Regions from separate parts of the Triticum aestivum genome. Here region 2 is linked to region 1. A link is a contact called in public Hi-C data. All regions are on one chromosome and are shown on one strand. Each heading gives the region's core, a stretch centred on a gene start, on an enhancer-like site or on the middle of the called end of the contact. The rest is flanking DNA. Distances are from core to core; before and after follow the strand shown. Region 1 holds the start of LOC123045680 (14-3-3-like protein GF14-B). Region 2 holds the start of LOC123045682.

Region 1 (3,829 bases), core at 16-2,515:
ACGGCTCTCCTCCTTCTGTTCAATGGAGGAGATGATGCGCCATGAGGCACGGCGGGCTCCAATCACATTCTTGTATGCAACAGAGAGGAGGTTGCGCTCCTCCACAGTGAGTTCCTCGGAGTCGACGGTCTTGGCCACCTTCTCCATGAACTCAACCATCTCCTCGTACCTCTCAGCCTGCTCAGCGAGCTTAGCCATGTACACATTCTCCTCACGGGAAAGCTCCGCTGGTGCCGTCATCTTCACAGTTCACGATTTAAATTTTTTCTGAATGCCAAATCTGCAGGATCAAAGAGAAAAACAACAGTTAACTGCTCGCCCCAAATCATTTCTTTCCCAATATTGATATGGATATGTACAAATACATAATTCTACAATGAGTAATCTATGATCGACGCACAAATACACATGTCACGAGACAAAATTCCACAAGGAAAGCACTACTTTTTAAACAAAAAAATAACTGTAATTCTTTCCGATAGACCGCAAATACCGAAAACAGGTTTGATTTCGAATTGTGTACTGTACACTAGCATATTAAGAAGGCCAATTCTGTATATCACCGTGCCCCGCATATCCGAGGCAACTACAACCCCTGCAATACTGCAAAGCATCGGATCTAGTAATCTGCTGTAATATATCGACACGAGAGGGGGAAAACGAAGTAACGAAATTCCCGCATGCAAAACATACACGAAACCCAGGCTTCGACGGGATCCGACGTGCGGCAAATCCTATCAAACCAGTCGCGGATAGATCACAACGATCCAGAAGCAGTACCATTCACTACGCACGGTAACAATTATGTACGAAACAACAGATTTAGCCCGAGAATTCAGGCACAAGAAATCCCGTCAAAACACCGCAGATCAGGGCGACAGGAGGGGATGAAGGGGTGGGGGTACCAGTGAAGATCTAGTCGAACGACGACGATAATCGGAGGAGAATTGAGAGACGGGGAGGCGAGATTTGATTTGGGGAGGAAACGGCAGGAGCGGCTGGGTACCTGCGTCTGCGTCTGTCGCCGCTGGTCTCCTCGTCGCGCTTGGGCTTTCGAACTGGTGAGGAGGAGGCGGCGCCCGGGGGGCCTAGAAAAGCAACCCCCGAGACCCCTGCGCCCAATGGGGCCCCGACGCGTGGCCCCGCCTGTCCCCACGGCGCAGCGGGACAACCGAGGGTTTGCGATGGGGACGACCGACGACAGGCTGCCCCACGCGTCAGCGGGCCCGGGCGCGTCGTGCCGATAAGCTCGACCACCGCCGCGACAGCCTAGCGTCGTTGGAGTGGATCGGCGCGGGATGGCAAGGCGTCTCGTCACGGGGTGCGTGGCCACCCCGCCGCCCCTGCCCGGTGGGTCCGGGTGACGCGCGTGAGGAGATTTCGGCGCGTAAATGAGATTTGGGCGGGTGTGGAGCGTGGACGGACCGACTGGGCGGCGGCGCGGGGCCGTGGCGCTGACGAGGCCGCGGGGCCCGCGCGGCGGGGGGTGGGGTGGGGTTCACGTGGTGTGCGTCTGACGCAGGCGACGCGAGGCGGCGGCGGTGCGTTCGGCGCTCGGGTTGGTGACTTGGAATACGTTTTAGTCCCATGATTAAAAATAGTGGGACTAAAACTTGCTAGTCTCACCTATGTTTGGATCCAAGTACTAAAGAGACTAAAATCTAGTTGTTGAGCATTTATTATCCTCCAAACCCTCCAATCCAGAACTAAGGAGAGGAATTAAATGAGGAGAGAGAGAGCTAATACATATTTTAGTAGGTTTCCCATGACTAAAAGATTTTAGCCTCAAGACTAGTCCTAGCCTCTCTTTAGTCAGGGGGACTTGGAACTTTAGCCTCTAAAAAGACTATTTTTAGTCAGACTAAAAATAGTCCCTTGTGTCCAATCACCCTCTTGGCTCGGGCGACGCCAACGACCAGCCAACCGGCCGCCCACCTGCTCCATTCAATTCAATTTTCTTCGCCCGCCTGGGAGGGAAGAAAATGCGGCTGCGTTTTCTGTGGGCGCGGTGGTAATGGATTAGCTGTCTACCTCCCCGTCGACGCGGACGAAGACATGCCTGATTCGTAGAAAATTCAGTTCAGTTTCGGCGACTGGCAGAGAGCGTCAGATCCAAGATGCCTGGCATGGCAGGGGTAACCTTTTTTTTGGAAATGTACTATGAATTTGTTAATTTGACAGTAACATACATGAACAAATCTTTGACGCAGCCATATTTTTTAACGGGCGCGTATAATCTACTTGGCCAAATGTCCATACTACTGACACCCTCAAATGTCCCGGCCATCGAACACAATCTCTCAAAATGTCCTCAATTTCAAATATTTCAAGCACGGAATTTATACATGCAAACAATTTCAAATTAAACCTAAACTAAACCTAAATAGCAGACGGTGACATGTAATTGATATGTCATTTTGCATCATGCTTTTATATCAATATTTATTGCATTTTGGGCTGTTACTACATATTATAGCACAATGCTTATGATTTTTCTCTCTTATTTTACAAGGTTTACATGAAGAGAGAGAATGCCGGCAGCTAAAATTTTGGGCTGAAAAATGAACAAATATTAGAGACCTATTCTGCACAACTTTAAAAGTCCTGAAACTTCACGGAGAGTCATTTTGGAATTAATAAAAAATATTGGACGAAGAAAGCACCAGAGGGGGGCTACCAGCCATCCACAAAGGTTTGCACATGCATAATACTCGGGTTAAACTTGACGAGCCTAGCATGTACAGACATGGCCTCGGAACACTGGAGACTGATACGTCCATTTGCATCATGTTTTTATATTGATATTTATTGCATTATGGGTTGTTATTACACGTTATATCACAATACTTATGGCTATTTTCTCTTATTTTACAAAGTTTACATGAAGAGGGAGGATGCTAGCAGCTGGGATTCTGGGCTAGAAAAGGAGCAAATATTAGAGACCTATTATGCGCAACTCCAAATGTTCTGAAACTCCACGAAAGTTATTTTTGGAATTAATAAAAAATACTGGGCGAAGAAAGTACCAGAGGGGGCCCACACCCTGTCCATGAGGGTGGGGGCGCGCCCTACCCCCTGGGCGCGCCCCCTACCCTGTGGGCCCCTTGTCAGGCCTCCGATGCCCACCTTCTGCTATATGGTGTGTTTTGACCTGAAAAAAAAACAGAAGGAAGCTTTCGGGACGAAGTGCCGTCGTCTCGAGGCGGAACCTGGGCAGAACCAATCTAGGGCTCCAGCGGAGCTGGTTTGCCGGGGAAACTTCCCTCCCGAAGGGGGAAATCGAAGTCATCGTCATCACCAACGATCCTCTCATCTAGAGGGGGTTAATCTCCATCAGCATCTTCACCAGCACCATCTCCTCTCAAACCCTAGTTCATCTCTTGTATCTGATCGCTGTCTCAAAACCTCAGATTGATACCTGTAGGTTGCTAGTAGTGTTGATTACTCTTTGTAGTTGATGCTAGTTGGTTTATTCGATGGAAGATCATATGTTCAAATTCTTAATGATAATTAATGCTCCTCTGATAATGAACATGAATATACTTTGTGAGTAGTTACGTTTGTTCCTGAGGACATGGGAGAAGTCTTGTTATAAGTAATCATGTGAATTTGGTATTCGTTTGATATTTTGATGAGATGTATATTGTCTTTCCTCTATTGGTGTTATGTGAACATCAACTACATGACACTTCGCCATGATTTGGGCCTAGGGGAAGGCATTGGGAAGTAATAAGTAGATGATGGGTTGCTAGAGTGTGAGAAGCTTAAACCCTACTTTATGTGTTGTTTCGTAAGGGGCTGATTTGGATCCGTATGTTTCATGATATGG
Region 2 (3,742 bases), core at 198-2,697, 170 kb before region 1:
AAGTTTTTCGGTTGTTTTTTATTTGTCCTGGACCTAAATTGATGTCGTAGGCCATCTGCCCCCCTCTTATATGCATGTTGACGCGCTTGTTCTAAAAAAACTCGGAAGTGTTTCATAAAGTGTTTATGCTTACTTCATGACGGTTAATTCTTATTGTAGTTCTTCATATGCACTGATACTGTGATAGTACTGTTGTAGGCTGATGCCTAGCTCATCATTCCTAGGCTAATGCGTTAATCATATGCTTCAAGGCAGCCAGTGTTCTTAGTTCATTTTCTTCTCTTTTGTTGATCACAAACCGAGCAACAAAACTAGTATAAATAAATAAAAATGAATAGACAGGTTTCCACATTTTGAAATCGAACTGTTTCAAGATGAGTAGTTGCCTTAATGTCTCTGATTTCATGTTGGTTTGTCGACCTTGGTTGATAGACCTTGGTTGGTAATGTAGGTTGTATTCTAGGGAAGAAAAACTAAACCATTTCTGAGCACCCAATAGCGGTTGAACCGGGCTGGTGCATTTTGGGGGTCAAGCTCTACGAATGTAGTATATTTGTTAATCCTTTGTTGTGTATAAGCTTGAATTCTTCATCTTTGATTTGTGAAATCCTTGGGAAGTCGGTTTGTGTAACTTGACTTGATATAGGAATTGAAGTTTACTATTGTTATGTTCTGCTCCATGACTATACTCTGATTGGTAGTCATTGATGCGCTAGTGCAGTAGTGTTCTCTCTTTGCTTTTACCCTGCTTATGGGTAACTCTGGTTGCGCTCTACTTCTATAACGGTGGTCTATATTTTGGTTGTGCTTTGTTCTGCCTCTTTGGTGGTTTAAATTCGAGCACTAACGTACGTGCTGTTGTTGTACATTGCTTGGCGCTATTCGATATCGCTGGGTTTTTCCTCTTAGATGTAGATGTTTTTTTTCCTCTTAGATGTAGATGTAGTTCTGCAGTTGTGTTGCATTCTCATCCTTCCACGATTCGTCTAGCTATTAATCTGATTCGATATGGTGTCGCGATTAAGCGGAATTGCAGCGGCTAGAACCTGCTGAGCTTGGCTACTCTGCATCCGAGTAAGCCAGGCTAGGGAATCTGGGGAGTGCGGCCATCGTGCCATGCCATCCCTCGACCTCCGAGTTGGTAGAGGCGTGTCTTCGCTGCGGGGCCGGTGGGACTGCGAGAACGCTCGGCCAGCGACTGTGGGGTTGCCGGCCCCGACAGCTGGTCAAACGCGCGCCCTGGGCACAAATCGACGGACAATCGAGTCTTCCCTGAGGGACCACGTGCACAAACACACACAATGGACGTCTAGTTCCATCTTTCTCTTCCCTGAAATCTGGACCAGATAAGCTACTGGCCAATCTCACCCTGGATCAGATCGCATCCCTAGTCAGCATGAACTGAGCGTAAACCACTCCTATATTCACACAAACAACCGAACAAAGTGTAGGCCGAGTATTATACCTGGAAACGAAAGCAAAACAAAGGCTTTGTCTCAAAAGTTGCTCCCACGAATTCCAGGAGCGGCAACAATCGCACTCACAGCCCTTCTCTTCCGGGCAAAGGCAAACCCCAAGAAACCCCAACCGGCCACCACCACCACCACCTCCCGTCCCGACCCCGAGACAAACACCTCCCACTCGCGGCCATGCCCCCCTGCCACCGCCGCTGCTGACTAGCCATCTGCGCCGCGACCGGTCAACATCTATCTCGCCGGAACATCTGAATCAACATGGACCCGGCCCAGGAGGAGCTCGAGCGCCGCAGCCGCTACCTCAGCTCGCTCGTCCGCCGCACCAGGCTCGACGACCCGCCCCAGCCGGAGCCGGAGCCGGAGCGAGAGCTCAAGGTGGAGCGGAAATCGGCGGCGGAGCCCAGCGGCGGGGAGGGCAAGGCCGCTAAGCCGGAGGCCAAGGACAACAGGGAGGCGGCGAAGGTCAAAGGGGACGCCGCGAGCGGGGAGGGGAGGAAGGTGGCGGTGCGGGTGCGCGCGGCGGACATGCCGCTGGCGCTGCAGCGGCGCGCGATCTGGATCGCCCGGGAGGTCGTCCTCTCCACGCCGCGCCTCGAGAGCAAGCGCCTCGCGCTCGCGCTCAAGAAGGTACCACTACCACCACCCCCTGCTTCCTCCTTCCCTTTCGAATTTGTGGTCCTTTAATCAGATAGATAGATCAGCAGTTTTCGTGGAGTCAAAGCTTGCTTAGACCATTAATTGCTGCAAACAACCACAGATACTAAGTAACAAAGAATCACAATCAAAGGGCCTGGGAGTAAGATCTAGCCAGAGCTTGATTCTAGCAGTATGTTCTTGCTAGCTAAAATGGTTGTGCGCTTTTGATGGTTGTGCATTTGAGAGCGAGCGAGCTGTCATACTGAACGTAGTTTGACGAAGAAGATGAAATGGGAGGCAGAGCGCTGTTGTTGCCAGATCAGATTGTTTCGATGTGTTCATTTATGGGATGTGGTCCACCATATTGCTGAAAACAATACTAATTTGTGAGATACTGAAAGCTCAGAGGGCATCCGAGGAGGATAGTTATACTCTGCTGCCACATGTAGTTTACTACTGTACTAGTTGCAAGTTGGAACCATGTTATGAGTAGAACGTGTATGCTATCTCTGAGCATGTTGTAGGAAACTGGATCGTGTGCCAATGCAGAGCTCTTGACTTTGCGCAACATGGTTGCAGTCTTGTGGAGCTAACTTGACTAGTTGGTTTTGTAAATCTGCCCTCTGTGTGTGCTGTATGTTGACAGAATTGTTGATTATAGCTGTCGAGAACTACAAGTGACATGGTCAATAGCAGGATGAGGATTGTAGGTAGAATAAGGTATGCTATTGGTGGCAAGTGGCTTGCTGACATGGCTCCACTGGAACCTTTATTACTTCAATCATTCTGTAGTTCCAAGGTCATCCGATTAAGTAATCAAGCAGCTGAGATCACCTGAGTGAGAGTGAGCAGTTTCTCATGGTTGAGCTGTTAACTCCATCATTTGATGGCTCCTGTAAGTTCAACCGAGAACTAACATACTTTAAGTTGGAGCATGGATCCTGAAATTGGAAACCTGGATATGAGCTTACGAGCGTTGGGAACTACTGCTTTTGTGTTCATTTCGGTTAGTTACTAATTGTCGTTTGTTGATGTCCTTATCTGCAATATCCTGGTGTGTACCGTAACTTGGCAAGCAAGAGCATTCACTCTGTTTTGCCTTTGACTGGTCGATTTAAAACTTTGTGAGTAGATGTCAGTGCAAGCACAGACAAGCTTCATGCATTATCTCCCCACTTCGAACAAGCTAGTGTTGAATTACAGCCTTTGAGCCATTATTTTCTTCCCCTTCTCTGTATGCATGATGAAAATGGGAACACATAGCAAGCTACTTACAGACTGCAATAAATGATCACCAAGTATTTTCAGTATTCCCCTAAACAATTGCATGCTTTCAGGTATGGCAGAGACTTTCATGTTGGTTCTTTTTTTTTTTTTTGAGGAACCAGGGTGTTGGTTCTGTACTATTATCTATAGTCAAACTAACATCATAATTCTTGTACTTTGTTGGCATGCGCTGTTGCCTTTGGTTTCCTCTTATTTCTACTTGTCAAGTTGACAAGTACCTCCGACCTCCGTAAAGAAATATATGAACATTTAGATCACTAAAGAGTGATCTAAATGCTCTTATATTTCTTTATAGAGGGAGTAGCTATTTGCAGTTTCCTTCTTCCCTCTAAGGTACTCTTACC

The links. A called contact is a pair of places that touch in the nucleus more often than the background predicts.
Region 2: a contact with region 1 is called in a Hi-C map of leaf, with 4 times the contacts expected there. The contact joins the promoter of LOC123045682 here to the promoter of LOC123045680 in region 1. A contact is called at or near these places in 2 of 5 Hi-C or Micro-C datasets (both in leaf).

Annotation. Positions count from the first base shown.
Region 1 is chr2B:499,292,620-499,296,448 of IWGSC CS RefSeq v2.1, reverse strand. It overlaps LOC123045680 (14-3-3-like protein GF14-B), which reads right to left and starts at 1,265. Exons shown (of 6, transcript XM_044468824.1): 1 at 906-1,265; 2 at 1-280. The coding sequence starts at 240.
Region 2 is chr2B:499,463,502-499,467,243 of IWGSC CS RefSeq v2.1, reverse strand. LOC123045682 reads left to right here and starts at 1,447. Exons shown (of 2, transcript XM_044468826.1): 1 at 1,447-2,102. The coding sequence starts at 1,734.